Regions from separate parts of the Sus scrofa genome. Here all the other regions are linked to region 1. A link is a contact called in public Hi-C and HiChIP or PLAC-seq data. All regions are on one chromosome and are shown on one strand. Each heading gives the region's core, a stretch centred on a gene start, on an enhancer-like site or on the middle of the called end of the contact. The rest is flanking DNA. Distances are from core to core; before and after follow the strand shown.

Region 1 (4,727 bases), core at 1,134-3,633:
AAGAGTCAAAATCTCAGACATCCCTGAAACCTGGACCCACAGGCCGAGCTAGGGTGCCAGGAGGCAGCAGGACATCAGAGAAAGTAGGACCACCAGCTCTGGTCAGTCGTGGCCCAGCTCCAGTGCCTATAGCCATGAGCCTTCCCCTTCAGCATTGCCCAAGCTTGCCGCATATATTTACTACGTGGGCCTTTTCAGCAGGTTTGCCAAGCTCTGCCCTGGAGCCCATGGGGTCGCTCAGGGAACATTTGAATCAGTACCAGATGTTGGATACCAGAGATTCCAAATGGAAAAGCCACAGACATTTGGCCGGGATAATCCTGCTGTGTGACCTGGTGCTTAAAAGCCATTTTTTTTTTTTTTTTCTTTGTTGGCTGCCCCAAGGCATATAAGAGGTCCCGGGCCAGGGGTCAGATCTGAGTTGCAGTTGTGACCTATGCTGGATCCTTAACCCGCTGTGCCAGGTCAGGGATTGAACCTATGTCCCCCTCGCTCCAGAGGAACCACCGCCGACCCCTTTGTGCCATGGCGGGAACTCCTCCAAAGCCATTTGTAAAAAGGTCTCTAGGAGAGATGAGCTGGAGTTAAAGGGAACACCAGTAGTTTCTCTCTGTGGGCAGGCTTGATCGTTGTTGATGAAATTTTTCACACATGAATGTCTATTTCACGGAGTTAGTATCCCCACTTTTTGAGTGAAAAATGGAACAGCTGAGAGGGGAAATGACTAATTTAGGGGTCCCTAGTGAATATCTTCCCCAGGTCCCATGACCTCAAGGCCAGTGTTCTTTCCATCACACAGCATGGCTGCGGCTGAGCCCCAGGGCATCCAGGAAGGGAAGCTGGGGGTTCAGGGCTGTGGGCGACCGGCCAGGAGGGGAGCACGTGTGCTGACCGTTAGTCCTGGCGCCTCTTTCTTGGCATAGAGACTGCCTTTATGTGCATCTCAGATTTCATTTTTTACCACAGGCCTAGCTATCTTGGAGCTTTTTCAGCCACTAAGTCAGGCCTCAAGAAGCGCACCCCAATTTGCTGTGTCTCAGGAGTGATTCTAGCCCACACCCGTCAAGCTCACTAACTGCCTTCGAGGGCAGGGATGCCTGATCTCCAGGCCCAGCTCTCTCACCAGGCAGCTGTGCAACCTAGCACAGGCCGCCTTCCCTCTCTGTGCCTCCCTTTCCCCCCTGGGAAATGGAGTCAGCAATGCCCACCCCCTCCGCAGCCCACATGGGGCGCTGGGAGAGTGGATGAGATCATGTCTGTGTGCTACTTGGCGGAAGGAAGCAGCGGGAGGAGAACAAGGTAGTATTCTTTTCTGGACCTCACTGGGCAGTTGCCATGAAGTTGCTGTGATATACAAGCCTTTCAAAGGCCTCCGGAACCCGTCCCAGGAATGCCATGGGAAGGCAGTGTGTCAGAACCAGCTTGGGCTTCCGAGTAGCTGGGGGGGTGAGTTCAAAGCCCAGCTCAGCCACTTACCAGCTTTGGCAAACCACCCAATTGCTTTCGGCCTCAGTTTCCTCTCCTGTAAAATGGGAATAACCCTAACCACAGAAGGTTGTGTGGTTAAGGATTAAATAAAATAATGCCCGGCATTCATGACTAAGAACGCTGTGGGCCTTGTCAGGACACCTCTTTGTGTTTCTCCCTGGACCATCTCCAGATAAGCACAAATGTCCTACCGCACCCCTTCAGGACAGCCTCAGCAGGAGGGACGAGCTGGCCTTACCAAGCTCCTCCTTTTGAAAAGTGAGAACCGGGGCAGTGAGCACAGGCCTTTCCCAGCATTGCCCAGGCAGCCTGTGACCCACAGAGTGCAGGGTCTGAGGCCAGAGGACTGGGTGAGGCCGGGTGGTCCCTGGAGCCCTGTCCCCTTGGGCAGTGGGGGAGGGGCCCCAGCCTTAGCACCCAAAACTCTCAGCCCGGCCAGCTGTCCAAGGGCAGCAGGCCCCAACACCCTTCACCTCACCAGGTGCAAAGTGAAGGCCTCAGTGAGCCCCAGGCAGAAACGAACTGTCCTGGGGACAGATAGGCATAAACTGTCCTCCTGGTCTCTTTTTGTAGGACAGGAAGGGACACAAAGTTGGGGGATTGGACGCATAAAGAAAAGGTCTCATCGGAAAGGAGTGGTGATGGGGCCGTGGTTGAGGTTGCAGCCGAGGCAAGCAAGGAAGCTGAGAGATCCTTCCAGCAGAGGGTGTGAGAACCAGCCACAAAGCGGCTGAGGCCTCCTGCAGCTCACACCAAAGCTGCTGAGCCAATCTGGCCGACGGTCTGAATTAGTCACCAGTTTTGACAAGGAGTTGCATCAGTTACATAACAGCCTCCCTTGCTCTCCAGTGGGTCTCCTGAGCTGGGCTCTCTCTGGGTGAAGGTGCTGGCTGGTGCAGGGTGAGGGGGTCACCATGTGAGAGCGCAAGGGCCTAAGTTTCCGGCAAAAGTCCTCCCCAGGCCTGCTCCGGCCCTGCAGGGCCAGAAGGAGGCGCCAGCTGTTCACCTCCTGTCTGAGTCTTTGCCACCCTGCCTCCTGAGCAATCCCACGCTAGCCTTGCAACCCTAAGGCTCTGTGCTCTAAGCCTTAGCAGGAAAGATGCCTCAGACGAGGAGTTAAATTGTTCCTCCACTCACGGCAGCTCAGAAGCCCTCGGAGCACTTCCCCTGCTTAATTGGTTATAAGACATCATTATAATAATTATTATCAATAAGCATTTAGTGAGCACCTTTGGTTGTGCCCTGTTCAAGGTATTGGTGGGGCTACAAAGGTGAATAAGACACATGTATGCAGCAGCAGAAGTAACTTGAAATTATAACGCCTTTCCTCCAGAAGGAGAGCACTTTCCATGAAAGAACTCAAAGCCATGACCCCCACTTCCTGCTGAGGGTCAGATGTGATCCCTGCATTGAGGGCTGGAGAAACCAGCCTTGACCTGAGAAATGCCCGGAACAGTGTAGGCTTCTCGTGATCGAGTGGATTTATCCATCCACTGCTCATGGCTAAGTGAAGAGCAATAAATGTTTAACAGTATTAATAATGGGTGATGGTGATGATGATGACAAAAATAATGTCAGAGGAGTTCCCATTGTGGTTCAGCAAATTAGGAGCCCGCTAGCATCCATGCAGATGCAGGTTCAATCCCTGGCCTTGCTCAGTGGGTTAAGGATCCGGCATTGCCATGAGCTATGGTGTAGGTCAAAGACGAGGCTCAGATGTGGCGTTGCTGTGGCTGTGGTGTAGGTCGCAGATGCAGCTCCAATTAGACTCCTAACCTGGGACTTCCATATGCTGCAGGTGCAGCCCTAAAAAGCAAAAAAAAAAAAAAAAAAAGAGCAAAATAATAATAACAATGTCAGAGAAGAGTACATGTGTCCCATTCTGCCCCCAAGTCCTTGGGACTTCAATCCTTCCTTCCTTCCTATTGGCTTTTCTGTTACACTCACAAGATAATAGAAACAAAGGATAGAGGCTTGGGAAACATTTAAGAATCATTCACACAGACTCCAAGCAGGACTTGACTAACTGGTCCAGGAAGTCACCATTACAGCAAGTGGGTGAACACAGGAGTCCTGAGTGAGGTGGGGGCTTCTTGGGCCCATCCTCCCCTTCCCAAGCCTGATTTAAGGGATAGTCCCCAGCCCAGGCCCCAGGGGATAATGGTAACTTCAAAGGCCCATTCCCTGCCAATCATCCTTCCAGATTTGTGACAATTAAGAACCAGCAGAGATCAGACCTCACCAGTCCAGCCTTCCCTTTGTACAGCTGGGAACACAGAGGCCCAGACAGGAGAAGTGACTCAGTCAGGGCCACACAGCAGAGCTGGGACTCCAACTCCCACTCTTTTATCACACTGTGAAAACCAGCAGAGGTGATGGAGAGGACGGGTGAAGGGGAACTGTCAGGGGCCCCCACTTGCAGATTCCACATGACCCACAGTTCCTGCCTCTCAGGCTCCATAGCAAGCAGGTGACAGCTTTGCACAGAGGAGGAGCAGCTGCCCCAAAGAGGACATGTGAGTGGCCGTGATGCCAAGTCAGTGTGTTTCTAGAACAATGAGCCTTTCCTCCGTGCTCAGCTCCCTAGAAAAGAGCTGAAGGGGTAAACTACCCTTAGGCCCACAGGCAAATTCCTGGTGAGAATCGAATCCAGCTTCTATCTCCCAGCAATCTCTCCGGGTATCTACTTGAGATGAGCTTTCCCAGCAATATTTACAGCCAATTAGAGAAAATTAAAGGACTAACTGGGAAACCTAGTGTCAGTCTAGGCCACACAATCGCTCACTCATTCAGCAAACTTCACCGGAGTCTCTGCTGTGTGAGGATCCACTGTGAAGAAAATAGGGTCTCTGATCTTAGTACCTCCCCATCTAGTGGGTAAGACAGGAAAGGAGCATGGGGAGAGAGGGCCATCTGGAGCTGGGAGGCCAGGCAACTGCAGAGCCTGGGTGCTGGGCAGCTGCTGAGAAGCCAGGCTGATGCAGTCCCGTCCATTTGCTTTCGGTTTTCTCTTTGCCCATCGTTCTTCCTCTCCCCCAAAGCACAGATTGCTTTTTTTTCCCCCATGGAAACATGCCCCCTCAGCATCCTCTAGCTCCAGCCTCTGCCTTCAAACTTTCCTTTCCCATCATTTTCCCCATTTGGGACCCAAACTGAGCCTACACCCTATTGATGAATGGATAGATGTAGAGGTTGTGGGGAGGAGCCCCACCAGACTCACCCAGACAGATGTGCTCTGT
Region 2 (4,407 bases), core at 1,006-3,505, 95 kb after region 1:
GAACCGGCAGCCACTGCATGGGGTGGAGGTGGGCAGAGGAGCGACACAAAAATGGCTCTGAGAGTTTGCAACACCTCACACAGTAGGAGACAGGCCTAGCCCTCACACAGAGAAACTTCTCCACCTGCACAGCAGCAGACCTGCACAGGAGTGGTCACGGCTTCTTTGTTTGCAGAGGTCCAGCCTCTGAAGAATGGGAAAATAAAACATGGTATCATGACACAGTGAAATATGTAGTGATGAAAATGAGTGAAGGAGAGCTGTGTGTGTATCTACAGGGGCAGATCTCAGAAACATAAAGCTGAATCTAAAAGCTGGTTTCAAAATGATACATTCAGTATTGTGCTATTTGTATCATCTAGACTTGTAAGACAATATATTGTGCTTATGGATTCAAACTAATGTAGTAAAAGTATGAGAATAAACCCTAAGTCCGGGGTAGTGGTTACCTGGAGGATAACAGGGAAGGAGGGGAGGAAATGGAATCAGGCTGGAACACTCGGAGCTTTAGCAGGATCGTTGCTGTTGTACTGCTTGAAGAATACGATCTGAAGCAAGTATGGCTCAGTGTAGGAAGTTGGCAACGCTAGGTGGTAGATACATGAGTACTTACTGTGTATGCTTGATACTTTTCTGCGTGGTTACAGTATTTCTGTAATTCTTGACCAGCATCAGGGCCAAGGCTGACCTCATAGAGAATTACTGCCTCCTGTGGCCACAAAGCTGGAGATGACCTAGGGAGGTGGGTCTCTAGGTGAGTTTGCATCCAGCCCTCCTCCTCCTGCTTTCTAGGGGCCAGCCCCTTAACAGATAAGGGGAAAAGGTAGCATGAAAGCTCTTTTTAAGATTCCTGGTTTGGGGAGTTCCCGTTGTGGCTCAGAAATGAACCCAACTAGTATCCATGAGGTTGCGGGTTCGATCCCTGGCCCCCTCAGTGAGTTAAGGGTCCAGAAGTGCCATGAGCTGTAGTGTAGGTTGCAGACGGGGCTCAGATCTGGCGTTCCTGTGGCTGTGGCATAGGCCGGCAGCTACAGCTCTAATTTGACTCCTAGTCTGGGAACCTCCATATGCTGCGGGTGTGGCCCTAAAAAGAAAAAAAAAAAAATCCTGGTTGGTAAGGGACGGAAGTAAGAATGAAATTAAAGCTAGTGCCTCAGAAGCTAACCAGCTGGTCTGGTGTCTCTCAGAGTCTGCGTCTCAGCCACTGTGAACCCATCGAAGGCTTCTCTCTGGCTTGTTCCATAAGCGGGACAAACCTTTCACCTCCAAATGCCTTATGATTCCCTTTTATGAACTGGGAAATCCCACTTTCTACCTCTTCCTGTCTTAAATTAGAATGAGAATAGGTAGTTATTTGTCCATCAAATATGAGAAGTTTTTAAAGAGCTGCCCCCACCAATCCAAACTTCTTCCCCGAATTGCCTTCCTTCCTCTCTCTTCTTGACCTTTTGATGCTCCATCAGCCTCCAAACGTCTGCCACAAATTCTTTCACTACTCAGGAGGAAGTTACCACTCAGTTTCAAGCAAATATGTTAACTTGGGCCTGGTAGTGGTGCCTTGTGACGTGGAACTGCCGCCTGCTCCCGGAACATGTCAGGTTTCCGGGCCATACTTTTCTCTGTGTAACCTTGTTCAGGTTCCCCTCTGGGCCTCCGTTTGATCATCATCATCAAAATACCACCGCTACGACCTTTACGACAGATACTTACAGGCTGCTTACACTAGGCCAGGAACCATTAAAGTCATCTAGCTTTTAAGGTGACTCTCTAAGATAGGTACACTCTGACCCTATTTTATAGACAAGGAAACTGAGACACAGGAAGATGAGGTAGCTTGTGCACATCTCACAGCTGGCAGATCTTGAGCCCAGGCAGTCTGACTCCGGGGCACATCCCCTTACCCAGGGCACTGTCTCTTGAGTGAACTGTGGGAGGGCACCGCTTTGAATGAGCTGACAAGCTAGGAAGCACCTAGCACGGAAACCGGCAATAGTAGCTGCTCAATAAATGGCTGCTTTAATGGGCTGTCTCCCCCGACATTTCTGGGATTCGGTCTGTCTTTCCTTCTCAGAGGTCAGCCCAGGGAGCATGGGGAAGGAGGGATCACAGCTGAGCTGGGTGAGTGTTCTGGTCCAAGTGACAGATCAGCCAAGTCACAGAGTCATGCCTTTTATTTTTAAACACACACATACCTCCTCGGACTGGCGGCCAGCGAGGCTCGTGTTCTCCGTGCTCTGGTTTGGGATCCGGCTAATTTAGGGGAAGGACTAAGGTGGGGCCGGAGAGGCTGTGGCCGACCGTAGGCGCTGGAAATGGGTCAGTCACAGCTCTGCCCATTTCCCCTCCTGACACGGTCTCTCACGTCCTTGCCGGGACTGAACTTGCCTCGGCCCTTGGCACCGCAGCCAACTGGCCCTTCAGAGAGGATGGCATCCAACAAGCAGCTGCCGCACCGGAGCCAGCTGACTCCCCCTAAGCCCTGGCCTGGCCCGCCGCACGCTCTCTCCCATTGTCAAGGTGCTGGTAGCCTTGGGGGGCCTCAGACCAGAGAAGGCTAGGGTGACAGAAGGCTGGGAGGAGGGGGGCTCATCCTTCCAGCCTGCAGAAGCTGCTGCCTTTCGCCCACCTTCCTGCTCTTGCCGAGACAGTGACTCAGGCCCAGACCACTCCCCGGGGAGCCAGGATTTCAGCCACTATCAACTGCCGCCTACTCTTTGCTCTGCTCTCCCTTCATTCTCACCTCTCTCCCCTGCCCCCCCCCACCAAAAAAAAAAAAAAACCCTGTCATCTTTGCCCAACTGGAGATATCAGAAAGATACAGGGTGGGGTAGACTGAATCATTGCCTGGTTCTCTCCACCCCCAGCCAGGCCTAGGCCCAGGCCCGTTCAGTCTCGGTGGAAACAAATTCTGGAGGCCAAGCAAAGGCCAGGGAAGAGGGTGTAGGTTTTTAAGCTCTTCTCGGTCATGGAAGTGGAAGACTCTCTGAAGAAGGCGGGGCCCGAGGGATCTGCTGGGGTGACCAGGGGATCCCCACCCAGCTGCCATCTGGGCCTGCCTCTCATCTCTGCCTCTGCAGTGGAGGGGGTGGGGAAACAAAAGATTGAGAAACCTAGCAAATTGAAAATGCACAAGAGCTGGTTTTGTAAATAGACGTTACACAAGAGCAGGAGTTTTTTGGGAAAGGTTTTACTGAGGCAGACAGAATTAGCCAGCTGGCATCATGCTGCTAATGGAGATATTTACTGTTTGAAAAAGTATATTTGTAGCTTTGGAGAACATCCTGTTGACTTTTCTTTATTGTGAAAGAAAATAGAACCTTTTTTCCCCCCCTTCCCCTCTGTACACATAGAACTTTTTTTTCTTTTTGAGGTGGGGCCTGTTGAGGGTTGGGGAAGGGTAGGGCTGAGAGTCATGTTTTCTCCATTTTGTTGCTGAGACCAAAATACCCTTGCTCCTGCCCTCTGGTGCTCACATTTATGGCATGGCAAGTGGAACCAAGTCGGGAACTCTGGTCCGGGGCCGGGAGCTCACAGCCTGCCTGATGGCTTCCAGAACATCAGGATTCTCTGGGGAGCAAGAGACTCTGCCTATGTACCCGATTCCAAGGGGAGACCCCGAGGAAAGCTCTCGGGAGGAGGAGGAACTGAAGTCCGGAGCCCAGTGAACCCCCATGCCCCATCAGCCCGGCTATGCCAGGGCAGCTCCATCCTCGGAGCTGCTGTGATGCTGTCACTCTTGCCACACACTTTCCAAAGCAGCTGCTTCTGAGGGTGTCCCCGCGTTCCTGTTCACAGGATGAAGTTGGGGGTGGGGGATGGTCACCGAGAAGAGGCAGAGGAGCCGGTTGGTGTGCAGTTGCTGTGCTCTTTCCTCTCGCCATCTTTCACCCCCTCAGTGGCAGAGAATCTGATCCCTCCATCAGGGCACCCGCCCCAGTTTTCTGGATATTTCTGTGGCAGAGTGGAGCACCTTTGCTATTTGGCAGCCTGAGAATAAACCCAGCAGGCTCTCCTCCACCCGTCTTTCCACTCAAGCCCTTGAAAATGTCTTCCCTTGACCCCTGCTCTGATAACGTCACCAGGCTTTACTGCCACTGCCAAAGGCCAGCTCCGTTTGTCTCAGTTTCCACTGAATGCACTTTCCCTTGACTCCAGCTGGTACTTGTGGCTGGTGATTCCTCTTTCGGTGGTATTTTGGCCAGGCAAGGATCGAGAGACCAGGGACAATGGCATTACCTTCCTTTGTCTTTTATATAGCCTCATCTAAGAGTAGGTTTTTCAGGAACCCTAAATTATGGCATTTTATAGGGCCCTTGGGGCAGTGGACTCATTTTACTCATCCATTTAATCATTCATTCCCTGCTTACTGGTGCAGAAAACCAGACTCCAAGCTCCATGAGATCATAG
Region 3 (4,512 bases), core at 1,021-3,520, 120 kb after region 1:
AGGATGACTGACCTGGGTGTTGTTCCTCGCACCCTTCAGGCTCCCCGGTCGTCATCTCTGCGTCACTCCAGGGCAGTTAGGGGTGTCCCTCCCTGCCCAGGACTCTCAGGGGGCCCTTGGCAGGACATCCTTCTCTTCCCAGGAACTTGGAGCCTCACCTTTTGGAAAGAATCTGACTCCCCCCAGTTTTGATACCATTGCGTTTTTCTTTTGACAGGTGAACCAGATACAAAAGACCGTGATTGAGCCCTTAAAAAAGTGAGTAAAAGTCGGGGGATCACGGGCCTTGGGGCACTTACTGGAAAGGCAGGTCACCCAGCCACTTGGGGACCGAATATCATTTTAGCAACCTGGCCCCAGACTCACGAGGGGCAGACGAGACCTGCCAGGGGACATCAGCTGCCCGATCTGTGTCCCGGGACTGACACTCTTGGTAGCCCAGAGCACCCACCTCGCCAGGTGCTCAGTGATGGCAGGGCCCTTCTGATGCGCCACGGAGGCCAGCGGCACTCCTGTGGTCACTCCGCGGTTGTCCCTTTGTTCCCGGTTGAGGACCCACGGGAGCAGGGCTTGCCGAGTTAAGCTAGCAGAGATCTTGGCAGCCCTCCGTGGGGATGAGCGAGGCCTTTCATCTCGCTCAGCCGGATTGGGAGAGCAGCTGCCTGCAGCACTCGGCTTTTGAAATGTGGGGGCGGCCGCACACGGGGAAGGGAGCAGCAGCAGGGTCCCGCCTGGGAAGGTCCCCTGACTCCTGACCTGTCGGGGTCAGAAACTCTTCTGTGAGACGCGTCTTCTGTCCGCGGCGCTGGTCAGTGATCAGACAGGCCTATTCCCCGGGTCCCCTGGCGGGGGCAGGCAATAAAACAGGGGGGCCGGGGGGTGGGGTGGGGGCATGGGCAGGAACATTGCCTTGAAGCTTCCGAATCACTTTGTCTTCCTCCCTGGCCTCTCCCAGCCCGGCCTGACCTAGAAAGGCTCCCGCTCCAGCCCGGCAGCTGCACTCTATTACCTCGTCTGTGGTGGTCCCTAGCAGTTGCCTCGCCAGGGCCTGGGTAATGAGTCTCTGCTAATTACTATTCGGCCTGGATCAGGGCCTGGAGGGAGATGAAGAGAGCAGGTTTGGATCCTCCGGCCCTGGTGATGGAGTTGTTGAGCTCTTGTTCCCTGTTTGGGTCCAAGAGGTGGGGTTGGGGAAGCTCTTTCTGAGCTGGGCTGTCTGGAGGCTCAGCCATGGCTGGGAGGCTGAACCCAGCCCACAGGGATTTTGCCCCACTCCTCCTCTCCTCAGCCCCAGGGCACAGGTCACATGAGGAGCCGGGCACTGAGGAGGCTGGTAGCTCAGCGGGGTGGTGCTGGAAGGGGCTTGCTGCTTGTGGCTCTCTGACCCGGACTCCAGGCCTGAGGGTTCAGAGCGGCCCCTGCCCACGGCAGTCCAGGGGGCTGCCACGGAGGCTGCCGTGGACACCCCTGGCTGGCAGAGCTAGGCAGGGGACACCAGCCTGCAGAACTGGGGGACTGACTCCTGCCTCGATTTCACAACCAACGAGGCGGCCTCGAAATCTGATGCCTGGCTTCTGGAGCCAAATGGAGAGAAATCCCGGCTGCTTCCCACCACCCAGCAGCCCACCACCTGCCAGGAAGGTGGGCGAGTGGCTGAGGGGGCGGGCACCACCTCCGCTGCAGATCCGCTGACCTCTGCGTGAGCCCCCCAGCCCGCCCGCCTGCCCGGCTGGCTTCCCTGCATCCCGTGGCGACATGCGATCTCCTGCAACCACACCAGGCCGGCACTGCCTGTTGCCGCCTCTTGCCAGGAGAAACGCTCCCCGGGACCCCAGCACCGGAAACAGGAACCTGCAGCTTTCCTGTCCCCTGATGAGGAATATCACCACATGGCCACCCGGCCGCCCCCAGCCTCCCCCCAGGGGGCTCGGCCTCTAATCCCCCCATCTCTGGGCCGCGTTCACATGGTCGGATGGGGATGCTTTCAATTTCCCCTTCCTGGTGGGTGGAAGATCCCGGCTGTGTGGGCACAGATTGAGGAATGGCAGGCATTCCCCACCAGGGCCGGCTGCTCCCAGCCCACCTCCCAGCCGGCCTCCCTCCCCCCTTTCCCTCCGCCTCTCGCTGCCTCTTCACCCCACGCTCCCCCAGGGGAGGTGTTTGTTGTCCAGGCTTAGGACAAGCCAGAGACAGCAGAGCTGCAGCGAGCGCCTGGGCTAGGCCCAGCCCGGTCCTCCCTTTGAGGGTAGATCTGATTCAGACTTTAGGAGCTCAGAATGTGGTGTGGAAGCCAGGATGCAATCTCGAGAAAAGGGGCCAGAATAACAACCGGGGCAGTGTGAGGAGGCGGGAGGGCAGCCCAGCCTCGGCCAGGCCTCGCCTCTGAGTCCCTCTGAGTTGAACTTGCAAAATGGCAGAGCCCCGCTCGGGAGCAGGGCGGGGGATGTCACGGGCTGTGTGCGGGGGCAGGGTGCCTCCTGGGGTCCTGGCCGAGGGACTCCTTGCCCCTGATTTCCAGGGGAACGCCGGGCACAGAGCAGGCGGCTCTGACCCACAGCCTTATTTCTTAGTGGCAGCCCAGCCAAAGGGCAGGCTTGGCACCTCGGGGAGAGCTGGTCCCCCCATCGTGTCAGGCAAAGTCAGGTTCCCTGTAGGGTCCCAGGGGCACATCTGGGAGGGTCCAGTCACTGGATCAGCCTGTGCTTGTCCTCCCTCCCTGCAGCCAGGGGAGAGGCAGCACACGAGGGGGTCCTGCGGCCTGGAGCTCCTCTCCCACCCAGCAACAGCCGCAGAGCTCTTACTGTTACTGCCAAGTAAAAACTGCTAAGAACAGAACAGTTCTTCCTGTTACCACTAAGTCGAAAAAGAGGAGGGGGCCTCAGTGGGGCGGTGACCTGAGCCAGGAGTTACAGAGGCCCCCGCTGTCGTCAGCCACCTTTGATTACAGTCTGATCTTCCGTGCAGACCTCAGTTGCCCTGCTTAAGGTCAGAAGGGTGTGTCTCCTGCCCCTGGGGTTCCCACAGCCACCCAGGCGGTAAGGGATTCCTACTCACAGCAATGAACTGAGCGAGCTGGGCGCTCCGCGGCCTCTGAGTTTGACTATTGTGAGAAGTGGGAGTTATCATGGTGAAGAAATGCTTTTCCTGGAGCGTCTCACAGAGCAGCTGGGATCAGTTCCGGCTGCAGCCACTTCCTCCCGGCAGAGGACAGGTGGTCTTGCTTCCAGAAGGCTGAAGGTAGTGTCCCGTAGACACACCCATCCCCTGAGGTTGCCCGGAAATCTGTCGGCCCTGGCTCCATGCCTTCCTCCTCTGCTCAGGACCCGGCCTGGGCTTGGCTTTTGCTCCCAAGTCCCTGCATTCAGTCAGCCTTCCCGGTCTATCCACCCCTGGCCCTGGAAATAAAGCCTGGTTGACAGCTGGGAGAAGAGGGTTAGGACACAGGTACGCGTGCTGCTGGGGTCAGAGGCATGACTTGCCCGACCTGGGCCGGGAGACCTGTCCTGAGCCGCAGGCCACCCCGCACACGTGGCTTCCTTCATTGCGGTGGCCTCCTTCCTGAGCATGTGAGCCAAGGTGATGGCCCTGGGCCAAAGGTGAGGCCTCCTGTCCTTGTTCTGTTGCTGTGCTGGCCCTTACCCAGCATCTCTCTGGGCAGCCAGAGGCCCAGGCACTGGGGCCACCCAGCCGAGAATCAGGGAAGCTACTAGTGGCCCTTGTCTAGTTAAGGGGCAGAGGGAGGTGATGTGATAGCTTCTCAGACCCAACCAACGCTGCTGCCTTGAGCCACATGCCTCTGGGCCAGGAGGGAGAGGGGCGCCCCTCGCAAGTGCACCGCCCGAGGCCAGAGCAGCGAAGTGAGTCCAGCTCCTCCCGATGATCATGGTCTGCCCTGTCCCAGTGGGACGTGTCCTAGAGGTGGCTGGTCCAGTGTGCACAGCGCAGAGTAGGCCTACATCTTCTGCCTGGCACATCAGTCGTTCAGGTATTAATTTGGGTTTTGGTGGGGGGGGGGTGGCCACGATGGAGGATTTGGAGAGCGGATGCTCTGGCCCCACAGTAGCACCTCCACCTACGTAGTGAGCCCACTATAGACCCCAGTAAGTTAGAAGAATCCACTTTAGTGGCCTCTCCCTTTGCTTCATCAAAATCTTCTGCCTGGGTCTATAGCTTTGCTGGGGGCGTTTGGTGCTTCAGTCAAGTGTATGTTCTCTCTTCTCTGGCAGAAGTCTTTCCTTCTCTCGTGGCGTGTGGACTCTAGATGTGCAGCGCCTTTATCCCACCCCGTCGTCATCTTCTCTGGGATGCTCCTGGCCCAGAGATCCCCACTCTGTGCTGCTCAACCCCCTGAACAGCTGTGGCGCTGTCATCCCGGCCAGGCTGGATCTCCAGTCGCTTCTCAGGCTCCCAGCTGTGCGATGGACACTCGCGCCCCTCAGGCTTCACGTTCAAGGAAGCTGCCCCATCTTTTCCTGTCCAGTTGTAGAAAACCTGCTTGCGGTTTGTCTGGCC

The links. A called contact is a pair of places that touch in the nucleus more often than the background predicts. HiChIP or PLAC-seq counts read pairs in DNA pulled down with a chosen protein or histone mark.
Region 2: an H3K27ac HiChIP or PLAC-seq map of skeletal muscle shows a contact between it and region 1. The contact joins two enhancer-like sites. A contact is called at or near these places in 15 of 47 Hi-C or Micro-C datasets (alveolar macrophages, blood, embryonic fibroblasts and 7 more) and 2 of 2 datasets of contacts at active chromatin or transcription factors (alveolar macrophages and skeletal muscle).
Region 3: a Hi-C map of omental adipose tissue shows a contact between it and region 1, with 2.1 times the contacts expected there. The contact joins two enhancer-like sites. A contact is called at or near these places in 17 of 47 Hi-C or Micro-C datasets (adipose tissue, embryonic fibroblasts, epiblast stem cells and 10 more) and 2 of 2 datasets of contacts at active chromatin or transcription factors (alveolar macrophages and skeletal muscle).

The regions. Positions count from the first base shown.
Region 1 is chr14:7,004,842-7,009,568 of Sscrofa11.1, reverse strand. All of the region lies in intron 3 of PEBP4 (phosphatidylethanolamine binding protein 4), which reads left to right. Among named protein-coding and RNA genes, the nearest start is that of EGR3, 59 kb to the right of the region's middle. Within about 2 kb of position 2,383, at least 23 of the 83 cell types and tissues checked have an H3K27ac peak or open chromatin away from gene starts, as enhancers often do. A contact at or near this core is called in adipose tissue, omental adipose tissue, skeletal muscle and 1 more, where this site is marked.
Region 2 is chr14:6,910,244-6,914,650 of Sscrofa11.1, reverse strand. The region is part of intron 1 of BIN3 (bridging integrator 3); the gene reads left to right. Among named protein-coding and RNA genes, the nearest start is that of BIN3, 15 kb to the left of the region's middle. Within about 2 kb of position 2,255, at least 26 of the 83 cell types and tissues checked have an H3K27ac peak or open chromatin away from gene starts, as enhancers often do. A contact at or near this core is called in omental adipose tissue, skeletal muscle and subcutaneous adipose tissue, where this site is marked.
Region 3 is chr14:6,880,474-6,884,985 of Sscrofa11.1, reverse strand. BIN3 (bridging integrator 3) reads left to right here. Exons shown (of 11, transcript XM_021073387.1): 6 at 218-258. Among named protein-coding and RNA genes, the nearest start is that of CCAR2, 23 kb to the right of the region's middle. Within about 2 kb of position 2,270, at least 16 of the 83 cell types and tissues checked have an H3K27ac peak or open chromatin away from gene starts, as enhancers often do. A contact at or near this core is called in adipose tissue, omental adipose tissue, skeletal muscle and 1 more, where this site is marked.